Regions from separate parts of the Capra hircus genome. Here region 2 is linked to region 1. The links are chromatin contacts, called in public Hi-C maps. All regions are on one chromosome and are shown on one strand. The core of a region is the stretch at or near the end of the contact, and the rest is flanking DNA. Distances in the headings are between cores, read along the strand shown.

What was found. Hi-C and Micro-C count contacts between places; a contact is called where the count stands out from the background.
Region 2: a Hi-C map of blood shows a contact between it and region 1, with 6 times the contacts expected there. The contact joins the promoter of PPP1R21 here to the enhancer-like site in region 1. A contact is called at or near these places in 3 of 5 Hi-C or Micro-C datasets (blood and liver).

Annotation. Positions count from the first base shown.
Region 1 is chr11:30,058,876-30,062,515 of ARS1.2, reverse strand. No RefSeq gene overlaps it. Among named protein-coding and RNA genes, the nearest start is that of FOXN2, 170 kb to the left of the region's middle. Within about 2 kb of position 1,860, at least 4 of the 5 cell types and tissues checked have an H3K27ac peak or open chromatin away from gene starts, as enhancers often do.
Region 2 is chr11:30,326,306-30,329,945 of ARS1.2, reverse strand. It overlaps PPP1R21 (protein phosphatase 1 regulatory subunit 21), which reads right to left and starts at 1,575. Exons shown (of 22, transcript XM_018055207.1): 1 at 1,358-1,575. The coding sequence starts at 1,414.

The DNA of each region.
Region 1 (3,640 bases), core at 611-3,110:
GGATGTCAGAGGAGGGGTCCCCAGAGCCCAGGCTCAGTCTGCAGATGGGTGGCTGCACCCTTGGTGCGCATACAGCTGAGGCACAATGATAATGGTATAGAGATACTAAAGGAACATGGAGGCCACAACCTACCAGTGATGCTGGGGTGAAAACGATAGGGATAGCAAGCCAACAGAAGGCCTTCCTTGCCCTCCTGCCTTGAATCTCCCTCCAGCACCCCTATTGGCAGAGCTTAACAGAAAGGAGCAGCAAAGAAGAACTGTGGTTTGCAGAGTCCCCAGCTGTAGTATTTTAAAGTCACATATAGCAGATGGTTTGGGGTGAGAGACAATAGCTTAAAAACTAGAACATTAAGGGACTTAGCAAAGGTTACGTAGTGTCATCTGTCTTGTTCCCTGTGATATTTCAATGCCTAGGCAATCCTTGGTGTACAATATGCACTCAGTAAGCAATTGCAGGGGCGTCCCTGCTAGCTCAGAAGGTAAAGAATCTGCCTTCACAGCAGGAGACCTTGGTTCAATCCTTGGGTCTGGAAAATCCCCTCAAGAAAGTGAAAGTGAAAGTCCCTCAGTTATGTCCGGCTCTTTGCGACCCATGGACTGTAGCCGGCCAGACTTCCGTCCATGGAATTCTCCAGGCAAGAATACTGCAGTGGGTAGCCATTCCCTTCTCTAGGGGATCTTCCCAACCCAGGGATCAAACCCAGGTCTCCGGCATTGCGGGATTCTTTACTATCTGAATTTACCTGGAGAAGGGAAATGGCAACCAATTCCAGTATTCTTGCCTGGAGAAGCACAGGAACAGAGAAGCCTGGTGAGCTACAGTCCATGGGTAACGAGTTAGACACGACTGAGCGACGAAGCGACACACACAAGTGATTGTGGAAGGAAGGAAAGACACAGGCCAGACTAGCCCAGCACACATTTAAAGGCAAGAAGATGTAAGCACCATCACAGCATCATGTATGTCTTTATACTTGACCCTGTTGTCTCCCAGTGCTGCTGTGGGAGCTACCCGAAGGAGGTACTACAACCTGATGCTTAGCAGAAAGGATCTGTATTCAAATCCCAGCCCCACTCTTTAAGACTTGTGTGGCCTTGGGCAAACAAATCACTCAACATCTCTAAACCTTGGTTTCCTCCTCTGTAAAATGAAGATAATAATAGTGTATAAGGCTTAAATGGGCTTCCCTGGCGGCTCAGAATGTAAAGAATCTGCCTGAAATGCAGGAGGAAACCCAGATTTGATCCCTGGGTCTGGAAGATCTCTTGGAGAAGGGAATGACTACCCACTCCAATATTCTTGCCTGGAGTCTCGCCTGGAGAATTCTATGGACAGAGGAGTACACAACCTTGGTTTGCTGCTGCTACTACTGCTAAGTTGCTTCAGTCGTGTCCGACTCTGTGCGACCCCAGAGATGGCAGCCCACCAGGCTCCCCTGTCCCTGGGATTCTCCAGGCAAGAACACTGGAGTGGGTTGCCATTTCCTTATCCAATGCATGAAAGTGAAAAGTGAAAGTGAAGTCGCTCAGTCCTGTCCGACTCTTAGCGACCCCATGGACTGCAGCCTACCAGACCCCTCCGTCCATGGGATTTTCCAGGCAAGAGTATTGGAGTGGGGTGCCATTGCCGTTTAAACACGGTAAATAGGCTTAAATAAGGCAATCAATTGTTTGTGGCACAAATTCAATCAAAGCTCTCTTTCACCCCAGACCCCAGAAGGGTGGGCAGATAAATGGCCAATTGAGGCCAGTGACCCCATTGTTCTGGGCTTCCCCTTCTGCTTCCCAGCGCTGGCCAACCCCCGGACTGGAGGAACAGGGATCTGCCTGCGGCTCCCTCAGTCAGGCTAAAGATTGGAAGTGGAAGCCAGGCTGGCCAGGTCCAGTTTCGGCAGCCCTCATACACAGCATAGGGTACCTCAGGGCCACTAGGAGATGGGAATCTGTGTGTTTTCTAACAGCTCTACGTTTCAAAGCAAGTTTACTCCCGACTGAGACAAACGCGGGTGTGGCGGTTCCTTGCATTCAAAACAAAACAAAAGAAAAGAAAACAAAGAGAACCCCCGCCGTCAACCCCCGGAAGCCCCGCAGACCTTTTCCCAGGCAAAATGTGCCGCGAAAGAGGGGGGGCGCCTTTTGTGGCTGCTGCCCGGATTTGGAGCTTAGGAGCACGTCTAAACAATAACAACAACAAGCGCATCCCTCGCGGGGGCTCAAGTCTGAAGTCTCACGCCTCAAAGCACCGGGGCTCCAGGGACGGGGCGCGCCGGGTCCCAGCCTCTCTCCCAGCGGGTCCCGGGCCAGGCTGAACGCGCCCCGCCCGGGGAAGCACCCGCTCCCCCTGCCGGAATCCCGGGAATGTCGCCGGTACGGGAAGCATCTGGACGGTCCTCTAGGCAGATGGAGGGGGTCAAACCTGGAATTTCTCGGGTGCTTTTTGCATAAATTCCCCTCGAGCTTTTCAAGTCCTGTAAAGTTGAAACCTATGAGAGTAAGAAGGTAGCCGCCCTACTTCCCCGGGCATACTTTCTCGCGGCAAAGACTCCCAATCCCCGCTCTGCGAGCGCCCAAACGCCCCTTTCCCAGCTCCAAGGATCCCTTCTTTGTGTCTGAGGCAGGAAGCCCTTCCCCGCCTGGAAACCCACAGGGCCGGCCCGGGCAGGTGTTTCCAGCTGGATTGTCGCCATCTTGTGGCAGGATTGGGTGGCCACTGTGGCCCATCGGCCAGACCAGCCCGCCTGTAACTTTTTTAGGTCTCAAAAGTACTGTTCCTTCTTTCCCCCAACCACCTAGGAATGGAAAATTTTAAATCCGTGGACAAGGAGTTGAACTCTGAGGCGCCTGTCCCCTCCTTGCTCACCTGCATGCACGATGTCTTTCTAAAGGCATTCGTGTTGGCTGGAGAGACCAGCTTTCCTAAGGGCTCTGCCTCCGGAGGCGCCAAAACCAACCTGAAGGAGATGCCAATCCCCCACCAATTTCCCATGATACAAACTAATGATTAGCAAGACAGAGTCCTGTTCCTACTGGTTAGTAATGTCATTATGCTTGATGAGTATTGTTAAAGGACCCCTGTTATTAAAGACTCCCTGTTATTATTATTATTCAGCATTTGTATTCTGTTTTTTAAAAACACTCAGGTTATTATCTCCTTGGGTTTTCCAAACACTCCAGAGAGGCAGGCAGGTGACAACTTCATTTTATAAAATAGGGAAACTGAGGCACTGTAATTAGTGGCAAGTTCATGGATTGATGAGTCAACGGTAGTAATTTCTTCCTAGATGATTACTGTCTTACTCCAAAGTGTCATAGATGCCAGTAGATGGTAGATACCCTAACCTGGAAAACTAGTTTCTCTCACCCGCTTTTATGACCTATTGTAATCACTAGAAACCCATCCCAGAAGTTTTAAAACTTACTAGTCGTATGCTTATTGCATTGAGCATATGGGTGTTGTTAATTGCATTTATTTTATTTTTACAAGGCAAACACAACTCATTTTTTTAAAAAAGCAAGGGTGTTACAATGAGTAAACCAGATGTATCTTGATTTGGAGAATAAACTGGTTTTCAAGACACTCGTTCATTATGAAAATACCCTATTCATTAGATATTAGCAAGCATAAAAATAGACCAAT
Region 2 (3,640 bases), core at 326-2,825, 270 kb before region 1:
TGCCATCACTAACATCTTGCCAGAGGCTCTTAGAGACAAATTCAAATGGAAATGCAGAAGCTTTGCCAGCGGTCGTGCTTAGACCTCAGTGGGTCCTCAGTCTGTCCGACTCTTTGCGATCCCTTGGACTGTAGCCCACCAGGCTCCTCTGTCCATAGGGATTCTCCAGGGAAGATACTGGAGTGGGTTGCCATGCCCTCCTCCAGGAGATCTTCCAACCCAGGCCTCCCACATTGCAGGTGGATTCTTTACCTTCTGAGCTACTGGGGAAGCCCTTGCCAATAGTAGCACCACTGGAATAATAGTATCTCAAAAGGCTTCCATGTGATTCTTAAGACTTAAGTGTGTATGTTTAGGCACAGGTTTTATTTTTCACAAAACAATGCATTTCACATTGCTGCATATCCATTATATGAAATTTTTTAAAGTGTGTCTCAGTTTCTCCAAAGTAAAAAGGAGTCTAAGCTTCCCCATGCTCTCTCGAATGCCAAGATCACTGAAAACCAAATTTAATGACTACTGAATCTATTTCCAAAGATGCAAGATTCTGCTTTTAGAACTTCCCTAGAATATTCTTGAGGCAGAACCACACTACACAGAAAAGCAGCACCGTCCTTTTCCAAGAAAACGGTCCCACCAGTTAAAAGACTGATGCCATAAATATGACAAAGGGAAAGGTCAGTATTTTGCTTAATTCAACATGTCTTGAGCATCTTCTGGGTGCTCTGCCCCACTCCAGGTGACCCAAGAAAAAGAGAGAAAAGGACATAGCCCTAGCACTCCAGCTTTCAAAATCATTTTCAGACAACGTCTTTCCAAAGCACTGAATCCATTCGTAACCACCTATTTCTGGTGAAGTACTTTACACGCATGACTCTATTCACACTTTAATTTAATTGCGGGGGTGTGGGGGGGGGGGTGGGAGGCAGATAAATCTCTTTATCCTCATATCATCCCTGTGGGAAAGGAGAAAGCTTGATCCTTCCCATCGCCAGGCTGGGAAATTGAGGAAGCGGCAGGAAAGCGATGGTCCTCACCTTTCCCTGCCCCTCCCGACCAGCACCAGAAGCGGAAGCCAGGATTTCTGACATCCCTCTCCAAGCCCGCTAGTTCAATGAGAAGGAAGAATCAAACTCCTGCTCCTTCCCGCAGAACCGCACACCGACCAGACACCGCCCGGCCCCATCTCCTGGGAACTGCAGGTGGAAGCGCGGTAATGGTGGATACAGAAGGCGGAGACAGGAGGGGCGCGCTCGCGTGCCCCCTCCGCCTTCTCCCTCTGTCCGGACAAGTCGCTGCCAAGGCAACCCGCGGCCGCAGGACCGGGGACCCCCTACTCCCCGCATACGACGGGTACCTTAGAGTACTCCTGAGCCAGCTTCTGGTACTTCCCCTGCAACTCTGCCGAGGCCATGGCCTCCCCCGCCCTGTCCAGGCCAGACTGCCCAGGCCACTCAGCCCCACCCCCCGCCCCCAACCCCAGACACGCTGCCGGGTGTGGATCCACCAGCTCCTGCCGCTCTGCCACCGCCGCCGCGCCTCCTCCTCCACTTCCGGGTTCGCCGGGTGAGAGGAAGGAGGAGTGGGGCCAGGGGTGGAGCGACCACCGGGGGCGGGGCGACGTCTGACATCACCGCCCCACCCTCCCGCGCCCGAGCACGTACGCGCGCAGGATCGCTGGCCCTCCTGGGCTCTGCCTCTGGCTGGAGCAGGGGGCGCCATCTTGACGCATGGCCCAAGATGGCGACCCAGAACAGGGAAGGAGAGCGTTAAAAGGGGAAGAAAATGATAAGAGCCCACAGAATGGGCGGGGGACGACGGAGAGGGGCGGTGGTGCGAAGAATCGAGGACCGGAAGAAGAAACATTCTAAGCGCATGAAGAATTCTGGTCGAACACACCGTCCTCCCCCACTGGTTCCCATGGCAACCGTCTGTCGTTTGATGGTTACATCTTTCAGAAGGTGCTCGGAGAGAAAGACCTCTGTATTCCACTCCCTGCTATCCGGATATGGTAGCACCGGACATGGCCTGCATTGTAAACTTTCCCCCACTTTTATAACGCGCGCTGCTGTCACCCTGTTATGCCCCAGACAAACCTCTTTGTCTTACATTTTGACGTTGGGATGTCTTTGTATCCATTCTCTACCCATTCCACCAGCCCAGCCCTGCCTCCATACTGGCACTGCATCAGAGCGTTTTCTCAGAGAATTGGGTAAAAAGCTTTTAGGAAATTTCAGGGAATGATCCCTGCCACGCATGCATATAGGGTGGACGTTAACGACATGTAACTGGACAATTGAAGCAAATAGTAGTCTGCCTGAAATACTTTATGCCTCTTTGCTCATTAAATATGTTTTGAGGACGTATTATATGTTAGATATTCTAAGCATTGCATTTATTGCAACAGTGAAATGTTCATAGAGGAATAAATAATTTAGGATACTTGCTTGCCATAAATTAAAGCATTGCGGTTTAACAAAACTAATGAATCTGTGTCTATCAACGTGACAAAACACTGTTAAATGTAAAAAGCAAATTGCAGTATACTAGAGCATGAAAAGATACATTTGAAGAATATAAAGCAACATTTGTGCTGCTCATGGACACATGAACATGTACTAAAAATAGAGAAACAAGAACTGGAAGGATACACATCTAATTCTGGCTTGTGATTGCCTCTAGTGAGAAAACGAAGAAAGGGGAATGAAAAAGAACAAAGAAGCATACATTTTATTTTTATTTAATTTTTTGAAGTGAATGTGACTGGAAGTTAACGTTTATTATCCAGGTAATAGGGAAAGGGATGTTAGTTATATTGTTATTTTAAAACGTTTGTTATTTTCCATGATTAAAAAAACACCTCCTATTTTCCTTTTTGACATTCGACTATGAGTATGCCTGGAATTTTAAAGTGAAAGCATGAGCTGGTATATGCACTTTTCAGCCACTGTAATGTAAGGAAAGGATTACAAACTTTTAAAAATGTTGTTTATACTTTTCAGTTGACTAACAGCCAAGCCCTACTATCCAGCAAACTTGCAGAATTTTTAAAATTATTATTATTAGTTTTCCATGGCACCACCAAGCGGCAGAATTAAATATTGTTAAGTGTATTTCTGTAGTTTGTAATGTAATGGAATTTTCAATTATTTAAAAATAAAATGTTATTTCAGAACTAACATTCCAAAGGAAGAATGTGCAACTTTGGTTAGAGAGCCTATGTACTGACCTGAGAAATTTATATTTCTACTGCTTAATCTAGTTGTTGTCAGTTGCAAAAAATTGTTTCCAAATCCCGACTGCTAAATCGAACACATTTCAGAATCTCTTCCTCAAAAGACACCATTAAGTGAGTGAAAAGGCATTTGCAATATATATGTATCCAACAAAGGTGTCCCTTATCCAGATATATAAAGAGCTCTTACAAATCAATAAGAAAAAAGACCAGCAACCAGATAGAAAAATGAGCAAGGGACTTCCAACAGGCACTTCACAAAGGAAAATACACAAACGGGCTATTAAACGTGCAAGGGGGTGTTAAGTTTCATTAGCAACCAGGAGGAAGTGAAATTAAAACCACAGTGCAATGCCATACACACCCACACAAACGGCTAATATTTAAAAGATTGACAAGAGTGAA